3 separate regions of the Rattus norvegicus genome follow, and all the other regions are linked to region 1. A link is a contact called in public Hi-C data. All regions are on one chromosome and are shown on one strand. Each heading gives the region's core, a stretch centred on a gene start, on an enhancer-like site or on the middle of the called end of the contact. The rest is flanking DNA. Distances are from core to core; before and after follow the strand shown.

The links. Hi-C and Micro-C count contacts between places; a contact is called where the count stands out from the background.
Region 2: a Hi-C map of psoas muscle shows a contact between it and region 1, with 7 times the contacts expected there. The contact joins two enhancer-like sites. A contact is called at or near these places in 2 of 12 Hi-C or Micro-C datasets (hepatocytes and psoas muscle) and 1 of 1 datasets of contacts at active chromatin or transcription factors (oligodendrocytes).
Region 3: a Hi-C map of Schwann cells shows a contact between it and region 1, with 5 times the contacts expected there. The contact joins two enhancer-like sites. A contact is called at or near these places in 2 of 12 Hi-C or Micro-C datasets (Schwann cells and mammary epithelial cells) and 1 of 1 datasets of contacts at active chromatin or transcription factors (oligodendrocytes).

The regions. Positions count from the first base shown.
Region 1 is chr3:34,330,880-34,335,953 of GRCr8, reverse strand. No RefSeq gene overlaps it. Among named protein-coding and RNA genes, the nearest start is that of C3h9orf50, 150 kb to the left of the region's middle. Within about 2 kb of position 2,228, at least 82 of the 93 cell types and tissues checked have an H3K27ac peak or open chromatin away from gene starts, as enhancers often do. A contact at or near this core is called in Schwann cells, where this site is marked.
Region 2 is chr3:34,108,967-34,114,040 of GRCr8, reverse strand. Ptpa (protein phosphatase 2 phosphatase activator) reads right to left here. Exons shown (of 10, transcript NM_001108577.2): 8 at 4,446-4,546; 9 at 539-646. Among named protein-coding and RNA genes, the nearest start is that of Ptpa, 24 kb to the right of the region's middle. Within about 2 kb of position 2,295, at least 83 of the 93 cell types and tissues checked have an H3K27ac peak or open chromatin away from gene starts, as enhancers often do.
Region 3 is chr3:34,475,421-34,480,494 of GRCr8, reverse strand. C3h9orf50 (similar to human chromosome 9 open reading frame 50) reads left to right here. Exons shown (of 6, transcript NM_001100979.1): 4 at 992-1,157; 5 at 1,273-1,447; 6 at 1,757-1,970. The coding sequence ends at 1,864. Among named protein-coding and RNA genes, the nearest start is that of C3h9orf50, 6.8 kb to the left of the region's middle. Within about 2 kb of position 2,899, at least 35 of the 93 cell types and tissues checked have an H3K27ac peak or open chromatin away from gene starts, as enhancers often do. A contact at or near this core is called in Schwann cells, where this site is marked.

The DNA of each region.
Region 1 (5,074 bases), core at 979-3,478:
AGGGCCCCCAGCCCTGCCACATCAACGGCAGGAAAGGGACAGGGGAGATGGTAGGCAGATCTCAAGCTCTGGGGCAAACTGCAAAGCTGTGCACGGTGCACTTATCCTTGGAGACCTACCCTCCCAGTCACCCCTCACTCTTGACAGTTAGCGGCCACCACAGAGATCTGGTCCCTTTGCTAACCTCAGAAAGGAAGGCTGGGCGTCCCAACTCCATACAAAGGGAAGGCTCTGGGTGGAGCCGTCAAAACGGGAAGGGCTGAGCAAGGGAGGGGGGGGAGTGCTGACATGTGACTGTAGCACTCACAGCGTGGTTCCTGCTCTCCTGCGGGTGTGACAGACGCCTATGCTACCTTCTAGCTTATCCTGGCAAGTGACTTCACTCCTCTGGGCCTCTCTCCCTGAGCCTGACTTGGGGACCATGGCTGTATCTGCCTCGGTGGGCTGGTTTGAATGTCAAATTAGACAGGACATACAGACCTCAGAAATACTGACTGGGTAGCTATGAGACAGTGGGTGACTGCCTTGACACTCTACCTGTTTGCCAGATGGGAAACTGAGGCCCAGGGAAGATAAGTGGCCCTGCCTCAGATTCCACAGGGCTTTGGTGGCAGAGCCAGGGCTCATGATGCTTCTTAACCCCTTAACTCAGGAGTCATTTGCCTCTGGACACAGTCGGCCTAGGTCTCAGGGCCCAGAGGACAGCGAGGGAGCCCCTTCCCGCTGCAGTAAATACCCATCGGATTCTGGGCACCTACCTCCCTCAATGGACAGTCACAAGCCACGAGGACCTGCAGTTCTCCGTCTACTTTGGCCTCGGGGACAGGGGCTTTCTCTGGATTACAGCCCAGTCTCTCTGCTCCTTTTCTCCCACATCTCCTTGGCTTCCCCTAAAAAAAGTTAACTGCGATCCCCAAATCTCTATGGCAGATGCAGTGTCTTTGGACACCCCATCTTCAGGGCAAGCACACCCCCTACCCCCATCTGTACAGGGTGAGGAAGGAGGGAAAGACACACAGCTAGGCTCTCCTGGGTGGAGATGCTCTTCTATAGCCTGTAGCCCTTGGTCCTGACGCTGGGCTGGCTGGCCAGGAATCTGAAGTAGCTGGGGGCTCCCTTCACTTCACACAGCCAACCTGAAAACTACATACATAAGCCCACCCTGAATAGTGCTGTAGAAAGAGCCAGACAGCAGCAGCTCCCTTCTCTCTCTCTCTCTTGGACAGAGTTGAGAAATGACAGCTGTCCTGCCCAGGGAGACCAGTTGCCGTTCCAGGGTGTCCCCCCTCTGGGGCTCCACTCTAGGGAGCATCCCAGATCCTGGCTGCCTGTGCTTGCCTGCCGGGAGCAGAGCCAGATGGAGCAGCTTTAGCGGCTGGCCTTAGCTAGCATTGCAGGCCCCATGACCTGCCCCCCTGGGACACTTTGGCCTGGCCATCCGAGGTGACCCTTCCCCCTTCCCCACAGAAGCACAGACCTCTGACCCTTATTAAAAACAAACCAAACAGAATCTACAGAGAAGAAAATTCTCCACAAACGGCCTCAGATCTAATCACGTGTGTCCCCTTAACAAACACACACACACACCAGCTTCAGACCCCCAAGGCTGCAGCCGCTTCCACATAAACAAGCTATTACGGGATGTGGGGGAGGGCTTTTGTTATGAAACATCTAGGTTTCCCTTAACTTTAAGGGGGGAGAACGTTGTTTTCTAGCACACAAGGGGACATAGAGGGTGCCGGGGCTTCTGTGTTCTATGCAGGTTGTATCTGGCAAAGGGACACGTGGAGAAAGGGACCAGGAACAGGCATCCCAAACGTCACTCAAGTGCCCCATCCATGGTGAGGGAAGCCAGGTCCTGGCTCTGTAGTCATTCAGAACACGTCGGGGACTCCGGTACCCACGTCCTTCTGCATGCTTGGAAAGCATTGCCTCTGCCAGAAGCCGAAGCGAGACGGCTCCCAGAGCAGACACCGGACCCTCGAGTAGCTCTGGTCTCCACGGGCCACCCTGGGAGCTGTGGGGCGAGGCCCACCCGCATGTCGTACTGCGCATGCGCCAGTCGGCTGAGCAGGAGGCCGCCCGCGCAGCCTCGCTCCCGCCCGGTCGCCGTGGCAACGGGCTCACGGGGGGAGGGGCCGCACCGCGGCGGCTGCTATTTCTGCCGCTTCCTGTTCCTTGCGGCCACGTCGCCATGGCAACGGAGTTACTCAGCTCGGCCGCCTCTCGGCTCGGCTGGCGCGCGTGACCCCGGCCGCTCGCGCCCCCTCGTCCCCCTCCCGCTCCCTCCCCGGTGCCCGCGGCCGGCAGGGAGGCAGATTGATGGGCGACGCTTATTAAAACACAGTGGAAGCGTTTCCGTTTTTATGACGCTGACGAGGCAGCGTTATTTACTGTTATTGTTCGCCCTGGCCGCCCGGGAGCTCACCTACAGCCAGTCCCGGGACGGCGCGTGGCGCCCCGGGGTTCCCCTATTCTCAGAACCCCTTCTCCCCGCGACAGCCGTGGAGAGGGGCCGCACAGGCCCGGAGGCTCAAGCTTGAAGGAGAAAAAGGCAACAAAAATAAATAAATAAAAGGAAAGCAGATGACTTCATTCTCGGGAAGGCCAATTTCCTGGGGACGCTGGTGGAAACAGCCCCCGAGCCGCTGAATGCTCTCAATACTAAGCCAGATGGAAACCAGAAAATCCTCGGCCCTTCCTGAACGTGTGACCCCAGGCTAGGCAGCCAGGCAGTAACAATTCGGCCACCCAGTAGGGTCTAGCATCCCAGATCCCATAGCGTTTGTCCTGAACCTCCCCACTTAGCCTCCCCTCCTGGAGAGGGTGAGCAACCGACTCAAGGTCACACAGCCCAGTCCCTGATTTTTCTGCTTGAGGCTTCTGTAAGGAGGAAACCAGTGAGTACTGTTGAGCCAGAGAGACAGCAAGTTCGACCCAGGGTTCTTTGAAGCCTGGCTCAGCTTCGAGGCGAATAAAGATTAACTCAGCACGTGTAAGCCTTGCTGTGCGGTCTCCTGCACATCCTGTATAGGGTGCTCTTCACGGGAGGGGGGTGTCTACTGGGATCAGATAGCTCTGAAGGAGGCCCCCACCCCAGGCCCCATGCTAGGATGTTAATCTCACCAGGCTAATTAAAGTTTACAGTCCTGCCCATATCCACCCCCAAACTCCCAGGTCGTTATTAGCCCAAATGCAAACAGTTATGACTCCGGTCCTAGACAGAGAGGCCAGAAAGAGTGGATGGAGGGGATGGGCCTCGGGCACAGGAAGTGGACTTTTAATAAAAAAAATATTTGCACATACAAACCGCTCGAATGAATGACCCAGGTTGTTTTTTCTTGTGTGCGGGGAGGAGCCTAAGGCCTCCAGCAAAGAAAGCCCAGTTACCTCCAGACCACATCCAGCCCTTGCTTTGGCTCAGAAACAGAAGTCAGGGTCCTCCTAGGTTGGCCACAGGGTTTTAGTTTGATTTCATTGCCCTTACAAGGCCAGAGCTTTGGGCCCTGGGCCTCCTGGTCACTTCTTGGTAATTAGCAAGGGTCCCTTCAGCCCCACCGACACCTTCTCAGACACTCTGGAGTCCAGTACGTATGGCTGGTTCCTAAGTTGCCTGGGTCATCACAGAAGGTGGTCTTTAGCTCTGCTGGGTGAAGAAAAGGTTCCCAGAAATACTTAGAAAGTGTCCTTGTTGACGGTCCAGAATAGGGCAGGCGGGGGGAAGGGCGTGTGTGGACTTCTTCACTATTGCAAATCACCAATGTGCACCCCATAAACTCATACCCTCGGAACAAGCTGCCGGGAGCAGCAGGCAGTGAGGATGCCATCTATACCTCCCGGCAGTCTAGGACTGTGACTGCCGGGCTGCTTTCTTGACACATGCGCAAGCAAAGACCCCCCAAGAGACAGACTGGTTTACTCAGAGGGACACCTCAAGAGAGACCCCAGAGCTTGACTGTCCTCATGACAATTGTTTCTTCTGTGATGTGTTCTTTCACAGGGGAAGTTCTAGAGGCTGAGGCAGGGTGAGCTGAGGAACAGGTAGCACAGAGGCTTCTAAATGGACTCTCCACTGAACACCTTTCCCTGTCAAGAACGCCGTGTGTGGAGGGAAGGTGGTCTGAGGAACAGGGCACAGGAAAAGTTTCTGAGCTAGCGCCATGTGTCCCACAGCATGGCCGTAATGAGCTGTGTGTGCCCCCAAAGGTATGTCTCTGTGTTAATCCCAGGAGGCTTCGAACATGGCCTCATTTGGTAAAAAGAATCTTTGCAGACCTACTTAAGGTCCTGGAGCATCTTGAATCAGCCAGGTGGGACCTAATGCCATCCCTCATGTCTTAATGAGACTCGAGACAGTGGCTGGAGAGATGGCTCAGCAGTTCAGAGCACTGCCTGTTCCTGCACAGCACCAGGACTTGATTCTCAGCCCCTGCTTGGAGATTCACAACCATCTGTTAATGCCAGCTGCTGGAGTCTGATGCCCTCTTCTGACCTCTCTGGGCACCAAGCACGAATGTGATGCTACACAGACATGCAGGGAAAACACTCACACATAAAATAAAACAGGGACATTTAAAATAAGTGTGAGATGACTCAGCAGGTGAGGTAGCTTGCCGCCAAGACTGGCAAGCCTTGCCTCACCTGGCACCCACATGGCCAAAAGGAAGAGATGACCCTCACAGACTGTCATCTGACTTCTGCCCACGTACACAAGCGCTGTGACGTGCACACACACAAACAAGCCGGGAGAGCAAGAGGAAATTCAGACTCAGGCAGAGAAAAGTGGTACAGAGCCACAAGCCACAGAGCACAGAGTGGAGGCAAAGAAACCCCTCTCCAAAGCCTGGAGCACAGTGCTCCTGGCACCTACTGCCCATGGCCAGCCTCCAGAGCTGGGAGGGATCGGTGCCGATAAATCCACCAAGAGTAACACAAATCCAGAGATGATTGGTGGGGGTGTGAGGTTGGGGTGATGACCGTGTGGTGATGGTCATGTGGTGATGGTGGTGGTGGTGGTGATGGTGGTGGAGATGGTGGTGGTGATGGTGGTGGTGGTGGTGGTGGTGGTGGTGGT
Region 2 (5,074 bases), core at 1,046-3,545, 220 kb after region 1:
TAGGAGGCAGGTGCCTTTCAGCAGGGGAGCTCCCCAGCCCAAGGTCCTTCCCAGAAGCAGGGTTGTACGCTGGACCTAGACACAGAGAAGACCCACCCTCCCACATTCCTGAAGTGCTCATTAAAGAGTACCAGCAAGTTCTCCTGTCCCACCCTTCCCAGGCACCCTCTACAATAGGGTAGCTCACTAGGATCAAACCCACCCAAGGGATTGATGTCCTAGTCACTTTGGGAGACACTGAAGTCATCAGAGCCTTGAGAGGCCTCTGGCCACTTGACAGGTACAAAGAGAGCCCCTAACTTCTCCAGCAGCACAGGTTGTTTCAATCCCTAAGCTATGAAGAAATGAGCTGGGCCTCTGCCCAGTGCCTTGTAACTGCCCATCCATCAGGTTGAGGTTCCCAAGTTTCAGACAGCTGGCCCAAGAGCCAGAGCAAAACAATGTGATGAAGAATTGGAGGTCCTGAGCTCACCCCCAGGACCAAGGGGCATCAGGGGCGTCGGGGGCATCAGGGGCAGGCAGGGCAGACCCCACTCACCTCCGCCTTATACATGCGAATGAGGCCCTGGTTCACTTTAGACCAGGACGGGACAGCACTGATGTTCCACAGCTGGTTGGAGTGCTCTGCAAAGGGGCCGGTCTTCATCTGGAAAAGAAGTCCAGGAACTAGAGAGGCAGAGGCCACCTAGGTTCTACCTCTGCTCTCTTGCACTATGGAGATACACACACACACACACACACACACACACACACACACACACGGGCTTGGCCCCCAAGGCTTGCTGAAAAAATATAACCTCTGTCACCCACTCCTCTCTTTCACACAGACAAAACAGAGGCTTTGTTCCTATCAAATTTAGCAACCTAGGAAAACAATATGTCCACCCTGAGAGGGTAGAATGTGTTCCTATCCAGACAGCAGGCAGGCTCCCTTCCCCCTCTGTACCTGTCAAGAGGACAGGAAGGGGCTGTGGGAGACTCCACATCAGTACAGGAGGAGTGTTTGTTTAGCAAGGTCAAGAGTAGGGCAGAAGGGCCACAGCAACAAGAGGAGCAGGCACATGGACAGTCCACCAGTGCAGTTCTTCCTCAAACCCTGACTGCAGGAAGGCAGAGAAGCACTGTCACAGTCCAATGCTGTTCCTAGGGCATCAGAGGCACAGCCCGGGGACAGGGAAGGAAGCCTTTGTCCTGAGTACATTCTGCCTGCCACTGAGAGCTCAGGGCCAGTGCACTGGTGTTTATTAGCTCAGTGCGTCCTCCTCACTCCCTGCCCAGGTCCCAGGCAGCCCCGCACTACAGAGAAAGACCGACAAGCCCAGGGAGTCTGCCAAGGAAGCAGAGCCTTGGACCTTGGCGACTGAGAAGGTGGGTGGGTGAGGTGGGGCAGGCTCCGGGAGGAGACAGGATAAGCCAGACTCTCCTCACAGGAGGACATCACAGGCCACTCTACTGCTGTAGCCTTACTTGGTGGTCCCACTCCCACAGGCCTCCAGTTCTGGGAAGGGCAGTTTCTAGATTTAAATTAGAAATGCTGCCATCTTTCCATAGCACCTCCCTTCCCTAGCAAAAATCACCAATGAGAGCCTGTCTCAGAGGCCCCGCCCCAGTGCTGAGGGCAGGTTTCCAAAGCCTGCCCTGCTCCCTCCCAGGCACCTGTGGAGTCTTTCCTTGACCACAGGCACCAAAACTTACAGTGCCCTCGGCTTCCCCAGATCTATCACAACCCTCCCAAAGACTCCGCCCTCTGTCTCTCTACTTCCAACCCTGAGTCTGCACACTGCAGGCTGGACCCCTGAGCCAATTACCAGGGGCTCTGTCGCACAGCAGGTGCTCCAGGGCTGGCTCTGCAAGGGCCCTGGAACAGATAAAGGATGCTAAGATCCTGCCTGGGGACCAGCCTGCCTGGGGGGCCAGCCTGCCTGGGGACCAGCCTGCCTGGGGACCAGCCTCACTCACTAGCAAGGGATACTCAGAAAGGGCTGTCTGGCAGACAGCAGAGCTAGAGGCAGGCCCAGTATGTCCCCTGAGAGGCCACCGCACCCTCAAGGCCTTCAGGGCCTCAGGACTCCTAAGTCCTTCAGAAGGAGGTTCTGCAACTCAGAGAAAGAAAAAAAAAATGAGGGAGAAAAAGAAATTGGGGGTGAGAAGACAAAAAAAAAAAAAAAAATCAGTTCATTCTAGCCACAAAGGGAGAAGAGAAAGAGCGAGAACAAGCAAGCAACTGCAGTCCCGCAGTGACCCCAGGGGAATCGTGTGAGTCAGAGCAGCCATATTGAGCAGGAAATTACTCACAGACGCTGCGTTCCTGCCTCTCCACTCCCCAGAGAATCGGCCTTTTGTAAATGGTTCCTCTGTCAGTAACTGAGGGGGATGGGCGGGGTGGGGGAGGCTCAGCACAGCGCCTTCCTGTCAGCTCCTTCCCTTCCAGCTGAAATCTGATCCCTCCCTTCCCAAAACTCCAAATTTAGAAGCCAGATTGAAACTGAAATTCTTTTCCTGCCTGCCCTGGGCTCTTAAAGGCGCCAGGGCTACATTTCTGAAAGCAGCAGTAGCCCTGTATGGTGGGTTTCCTCCCTTGTCATGCCCAGGGCTATCAAAGCAGTCCTGACACAAGACCCAGCAAAGAGAAGTGGTTTCCTTCCCAACTTCCTTGGGTTTTGTGTGACCAGTAAAGACTGCAGGTCTCCCTGACCAAAAGTCCGAGCATACTGTAGGCTTGAGACCTGGGGTCTGGGTAAAGCCACTCACTTAACTGATGGGGGTTATAAATAAAAACTGCCAACTTCATGACGTGCAGGGGTGGGGGGAAATATCTATATATCTGTATCCATATCTCTGTCTGTCTAGCTATCTATCTGTGAACAGCAGCGGCAGAGCTGCTACAACTGCCCAACCCAAGCAGGCAGACCGCCCTTGCTCCCACAGTGCCTAGCAACCACCCAGAGCTTGACTGACCCCAGAGCCTGGAACCAAGAGAAAAGCAAGCCTTGCAGAGAAGGTGCACAACAGCCAGAAAGCTGCCTCTCCCTCTTCCTACCTCCGTCACTGAAAGCCACCTGAGCTCAGCGCACTTTAGCGCCTCCTTGTGGTTATTTGGGCTACCTTCCTTGGGGTCCTCCAGCCCAAACTTTGGGGAAAGCTTTTGGGGTTTTATACCAGCAGGAAACAGACACATGCACACTAAATCTGAGCACAGGATCGATCACTAGTCTCTGAGGCCCAGCCGCGCTAGCCTCCTTGTTGGAATCACTGACAGGGGCGCAGGGGCTTGGCCAGCCGCCAGAGGAAGCAGTAACAGCTTAGGCTTCTGCCTCAAGCAGCAAGCGCTGCACAATCTGCAGCTCCTTCCCACCCAGTCCTGCCCTCTCACCCTAGAGCCTCCCCATCCCCTCACTGCACGATGAAGTCCTGTAGAGCTGTCTTTCACAGCAGTGAGCCAGGCTGCCCCCAGTCCTTCTGACCTTGAGCTGCCACACTGCTGAAGGCAGCACATCTCTAAGAACCAAGTAGTGGCTGGCCAGCCGTCAGTCCTGGCTCCATTTGCTGACTTGGAAAAAATGTGTCATTCCCCTCTGGCCCCTGGAGCTTGGCACAACCCTGAGGCAAATGCTGACCAGAAGGAACCTAGAGTCAAGGCTGCTAACCAGGCTTTTCCCTGCTCAGAAGCTCAGAACAGGGAGCCAAGAGAGTGGTGTTCATGAGCAGGAGACCACGTGTAATCCACAGGGCAAACATATAGGGGCGTGGAAAGAGAAGACAGGACTGTGTAAACTTGGGATGGGTGAGACTGACTTGAGAGGTACAGGTAGAGCGAACCAAAGGTTCTAATACTTCCTAGAAGCAAGGCCCTGAGACTGTGGGCCCTTGAGAAGATTCTGAGAGAGAAAGCTGGTGTGGGCCCAAAGCCATGGATTTTCAGTCCCTGGGCCACCTTGAGACCATACTGTGGAGAATCCTGCCTCAGTGAGACAAGAGCTTCCAGTCAGGGAATGTGCCAGGTGGTGAGGGCCCAGTGACCGCCTCCACAGGCCGCTTGTTGTCATCTCTTAAACACCACCGAGGCAGAGACAAACTACTCCCAGCACTTCCGCTCCTCTCAGGATTTCAACCTGAGTCCATAAACACAGGGCTCTAGAGACTCACTGCACCCCTAATACAATGCATGGCACCCTTTAAGTCTGCTTCGAGGCCACCAAGTCTAGCTGACAACTACAACTTAACTCATCAGCCCATGGGAGCCGAGTGTGGTGGCTTATTTCTAACCCCAGTCATGAGGCTGAAGCGGGAAGACTATCATGAATTTAAGGCCAGTTTGGGCAGCAGAGTGAGGATCCAACTCAAACGTAACAAAGAAAGGGTCCTCCTGGTTCTGGGAGAAGGCGGCAGCTGGGCAAAGGAGCCCAGCCGCTGAGGTGCCTAACAGAGGCTGGTGTGGCTCTCACCTCGGTGATGAACAGGATGCACTGGAGGAACATGTAGTCCTTGTGGTTTTCGCTCACCGCCTTCTCGTCCACAAAATGTCTGGGCTCCAGGTGGGGGTGGTCTGGGAAAAGCAGAGGCCTGGGCTTCAGAACAGCTATGACCCAGCCTGAGCACAAGGTGCCCACCTCGGACATTTTACAACCACTGCGATGGTGTACTAGGGGAGAGCTATGGTAGAGCCTCTGCTTAGTGCACACATCATAATGGGACTGAGAAACCACATCACCAGCAAGGCACTCACTGTACACAGCTAGCCACGATGCGTGCACCCATGGTGACACTGGTGCACACAAACCTGATGTGCCACCAATCAGCAGAGGTGACAGACATCCTCTTCACCATGACAACAATTCTGTTCCTAGTTGTCAGCACCAGCCTCTGCTGCAAGCTCCATTAGAGAGTGTGGACCCATCTTAGAGGCCACCCGCTGGCTGTGGTGTATATACCTTTACTCCCAGCATGCAGAGATAGGTGAGCTCCAGGACGGCCAGGGAGAGAGTAGCCCTAGTGGAGCTAACTACACCTTCGCTGTGTCAGTCATGGTATCAGAAGCAGGCTCCACAGTGCTCGTGCAATGAGGCAACTGAAG
Region 3 (5,074 bases), core at 1,650-4,149, 140 kb before region 1:
GACCAGATGTCCAGCAAGTCTTAGAAGAAGAAATATCTTCTCTCTTGAAAAATGTTGAAAGCGTCCAAGAGAGAAACTCAGAGCCCTAGGCAGAAGTGAGCTCTCAGCGCTAGGGGTGGCTTCCTTTGACTTTTGTGAATGGCCGGCTGGAGGCAGGCAGGACAATGAGAAAGACAAGACTTCCTGGTACCCAGCTCTGTCCTGCAGACTCAGCAGCCCCGCCCGGTACAGCTCCCCTTGGCACTCACATAAATCGGGGAAGCCCAACTTGTGGTTGTATTTTGCACATGTGTGTGCTTCAGAGTACAATTTCAGCTAATAGACTTGAGAGCTCTTGTACCTACTAGGACTAGCAGTGCTGACTTATTGTCATCGAGACAGAGTCTCGTGAATCCCAGGCTGACCTACACAACTCACTATGTAGCCAAGGATAACCTCGAAATTCTGATCTTCCTGCCTCCACCTCCCAGCTGCTAGAACTACAGGCGTGCCCTGCACCCCGGCTTCTGGTTATTTTGATTGCCGAGAAAATTGAGGCAAAGGGTGGTTGCCAGTGGTCAGAATGCTCCAGAAACTCAAGAACAGGCCGAGTACTGTGGCCATAGCCCATAGCATCAGGACATGTGCTTTCTCAGTTTCTCCCGTCAGAGGTAGCCTCTGGTGATACAGGAAAAGCGCCCAGCCCCGAGAGATTCCCTCCCTCTAAGCCTTGCAGATTCTTGGCATCCTGGGCCCATTGTGGGGTGGGGTAGGAGTAGGACTGTGGCAGAGATCAGCTTTGTGGCATAGCAGAAACAGTCACAGGGAGGTAGTTTTAAAACCCAGGACTTCTCTGGAGGCAACCGACAGGCACTGGGGAGCCTGTGGTTGCCATGGAGACAGGGCTCTGTCTAGCCTTGCCAGCCAGAGGAAGGAGAGAGGGTGGGGGCATATCAGTATGCCCCTCCCTGGGGGAGGGGACAGGGAACTCACTCTGCTCTCTCTCTTCTAGTCCGGCAGAATATCTTACCGAGCGAGCAGACGGCTTTGCCAGCTGTATCTGTGTCAGAGCGAGTGCTTGGGAGTGTTGGGAGATGGTTGGACAGTCTGCCCAGAGCCCTTCAACCCAGGGTCCAAGACACCGCGGCTAGCTCCTCATGCTGGAACTGCCCCCGCGAGTGAGGCTCTGGGTAGAGAAAGCAGGAGGGTTGTGGTCTAGGTCCTCCGGGGACGAAGTGCAGATGGGCCTGGAACTCAGGGTCGAAAAGCTATAGGCTCCTCTCCCCTCACCAGGTCAGCTCAGGAACCACAGCTCTACCTTTCTGAGGATGCCACCGTGAGCAGCCGCCTACCCTTCATCTCCAGGGCCACCGCCCCAAGGCCAAGGGGAGGCCTAAGAACCTTCCTGGACACCCCTAACAATCCGGAGCAGGTGGGCAAATCGCCCTGTCCCGGGAGCCAGAAGCTGGTGAGCAGCCCAGGGCAGCTGGCCAGCAGAAGCACCAGCCCTCAGTGACTCTGCAGGGGAGCCTCTCTGTTGGATTTGTGTGGCCTGGCCTCCCTCGGTGTGGAGCGGAGGGGGAGGAAGTCCTTGAGCCTGGCTAGTGAGTGGGTGGGCTGTGCTTCAGTCTAGACCAACTGCAGGGAGGGACCACCTGCCGCCACGCCCCACCCCCGGGCCCCGGGGACCTGTCTCCTCCCACCTGGGCTCCCAGGGAACCTGTCTGCTCCCCGTCTCCTCCCTGGGCTCCCCTCAGCAGTGCCTTGCTCCCTCTAGGAATCCTTTCTGCCCAGTTTGGTGCTGCAGACCGTTCTAAAGCAAGGCCGCCCTAAGGGCTACCAGCTCCTTCTGCCGACCACAAACCGGCAGCAGGCTCACAGGTGAATGCCTGCCAGAGGCCCCCCTGCTCAGAAGTGTACCCATGCCAGGCAATGAGGAGAGTGCTTCTTCGCCCCACAAATAAACACACCTCCCAGGTGGCTGGGATGGATCACTAGGTCCTCCAGTATGAGCCATTCTGGGTGCCTGATTGGGGACCACTTGGATTCCTGGGTGGGGGAGATTAGGGCGGATTCACAGCTGGGATGAGGCTGGTGATATGGGGGGGGACAGGGCACCCGAGGGGCTCAGCTTGTCCTAAGGGATGCTTTCCCAAGGGGTGGGGGGCACTCACTACACAACCTCAAACCTAAATCAACCCATACCTGAAGCAGACCCCCAGCCATGACCTCAGCCTAGGAGAGTGGATAAACAACTTGTCTTTAGCGCCAGAGGCTTCTCTGCCCAACTTTTAGTAGAGGGTATGGGTATCTAGACCCCAGCCCAGGAAAAAGAGGCCTGTGTATGGGTAATTCTTAGTCCTTTTAGCCTGATGCAGTTCAGATCCACATGGGGAAGTGGCCTGAGTCAAGGTGGCAGGCGCCTCCTAGCATTTATCTGCTGCACTAACCTAGACACTGACATACACCCAAGTGCCCCATCACTCCATGTCCCAACCCCTGGGGGAAGCCTGGGAGCCAGCCCTCCCTCTTTGGAGTTTCACCTTGTTCTTGCGCTCTGGCCAGGTCTTTATCGCCACCTGCTGGCCCTTGAAGAAACGGCTCGGACTCGGCGCGGAGTGGAGTCTAACTGGGAGGACCGAATGCTGGGGGTTTGGGCTGGACTGGGCCGGTCATCTTAGGGACCAGATGGGCTGGGGATGATGAAGGGCTGAAGAAAGGTAGATCCGGACCCGGTATGCGACGCGATGCGTCAACGTCATCTGCGCTGGGCTGGAGCGGGCCTCGGTCCCTTTCTGGGCTTTCAGGCTGAGACCCAGGACGTGGAATTCTGGAGTGCTGCGCACCGCGGGTGCGGGTTCTGCCTCTGTTTCCCCGGCCGCCTGCAGCGCCGCGCCGCACCGCGCGGGGGCAGTGTTGGCCTGGCTTTGCGCCGCGAAACTTCAGCTCTAGTCCGGTGTTGAAAACTTTCCCTTAGGCAGTGCTCGCTGTGATCCCTGAATCCTGGGTTCTGCGCTCCCCACTGTGGGGAACTCGGCCTCCAGTCTGCAACCGGGAGACCTGACCTTCACGGAGAGGCTGGTAACGCACAGAACAGACCCATGCAAGGAAAAAATCTTGGAGGTCGAAGTAGGACACACCACAGAGACCCCACACACAGAGGACAGCACATACTCACCACCACCTGGAGACCCCACACACAGGGAGAACACACAGACAGGCACACCATACGACACCAATAGAGACCCCACACACGTAGAAAACCATACCACAGATGTTCACAGCAGACACAGTCCAGGTACATAACACACACTGTATATACAACATGTACAGATACCACACATGGAGAAGCACACACCACACACACACACACACACACACACACACACACACACACAACTGATACACATGGACACAGGCACACATGTAACAACACATCATACACATGGAAAAACAGACACAAAGAGGTACTCGCACACATACCACATAAACACAGATACACACAGCACATGATACATGGGACCATACACATGGCACACAGACGTCCTCCCACACGGGGAAGCCAGGCATACTTACCCCAGAAAGAATGCACACACAGCCCATTCCACACACAGAGGTAACACACTTCAGAGCTTGTGTTGCACACTGAAGTATGTACCATGGACCTCTGGAGGACCAGGGTCCTAGAGGACTTCAGAAGTGTCATCAGCCTACACCCACAACATGGCAGTTCGTGTGGTGCCTGAACTTAGGTGACCAAGAAGGGGCTGGGAATGCTGAAACTGGGAAAAGACCCCTTTCAAACAACCTAGGTCTTTCCTCAGAGTGATTCCATTCTCCTTCCCAGAGCCTGTACTGAACCTTTTTGTCTGGATGGTTGAGCAGGGCCTCACTGTGGACCTGGTCTGTGATCACTCTGTGATCACTCCAGGCTGGCCTGGAACTCAGAGATCTGCCCGCCTTTGCCCACCTCAGTGTTAGGATTAAAGTGTGTGCCACCATGCCTGCCATGCCTCGTGGGGCCTTTAAAGGTGGCCCCCAGGCACAGGGGAGCTGGGGGAAAATCCTAGCTTTGGGTCCCTTTCCAGTAGCATAGTGGGTGTGGTAGCCGTGTACCATGTGCTTTAGGGCTGGTCTGTTCCTCTCCCGGGTGAGGCCTTCCCAACTCTCTCATCTCCCTGATCACCACCACAGACTATATCTCTTGGGCCAAGTCAAGTAGGGCATGGGAACTAGGCTCGTTGACAGATGCAGGGTGTCCCCACTCTGACAGGAAGCCCTGCCCCTTTCTCTGGAATGTTCTCTGCCTTGTGAGTCTTTGTACCCTGGTGGTGACTCATTAGCCCTAGAAGTGAGGGCTGCTGCTTACACTGCCATGTGTGAGGAGCTGGGTCTGGTCCCCACAGTGTGGGCAGGAGAGATGGCTCAGTGGTTAAGAGCACTTGCTGCTCTCTCAGAGGTCCTGGGTTTGGTTTCCAGCACCCACATCAGTTCACAACTGCCTGTACCTTCTCTTCTGGACTCTGCAGTAACTTCACTCACGTTCATTCACATGCGTGCATGCTCACGGGCACATTTGCATGTGCACACACAAACACAATTTTAAAAAAAAATTTTTTTTTTTCCCTGACGGTGTCACATTATGTAGCTCTGGTTGTCCTGGAACTCACTCTACAGACCAGGCTGACTTTGAACTTAGAGATCCTCTTGCCTCCGCCTCCCGAGTGCTGAGAGATTGAAGGTGTGCGCAGCTGTGCTTGGCTTTAAAAATAAGCCCTGGAGGGGTTGGGGATTTGGCTCAGTGGCAGAGCGCTTGCCTAGGAAGCGCAAGGCCCTGGGTTCGGTCCCCAGCTCCGAAAAAAAAACCAAAAAAAAAAAAAAAAAAAAAAAAAAAGCCCTCGAAAGAGGGAGAGTGAGACAGCTGGAATTCGTGGCACATGGGTTTAATCCCAGCACTTGAGAGGTAGAGGCAGGAGGATCTCAGAGTTCGAAACCAGCTTGGTAGTCTGCGAAGTTCTAGGTAACCAGAGCACCCCAAGACCAGAGAGACAAAGACTGAGCCATACTCAGTTTCCTGCAGCCACCAGGCCTCATT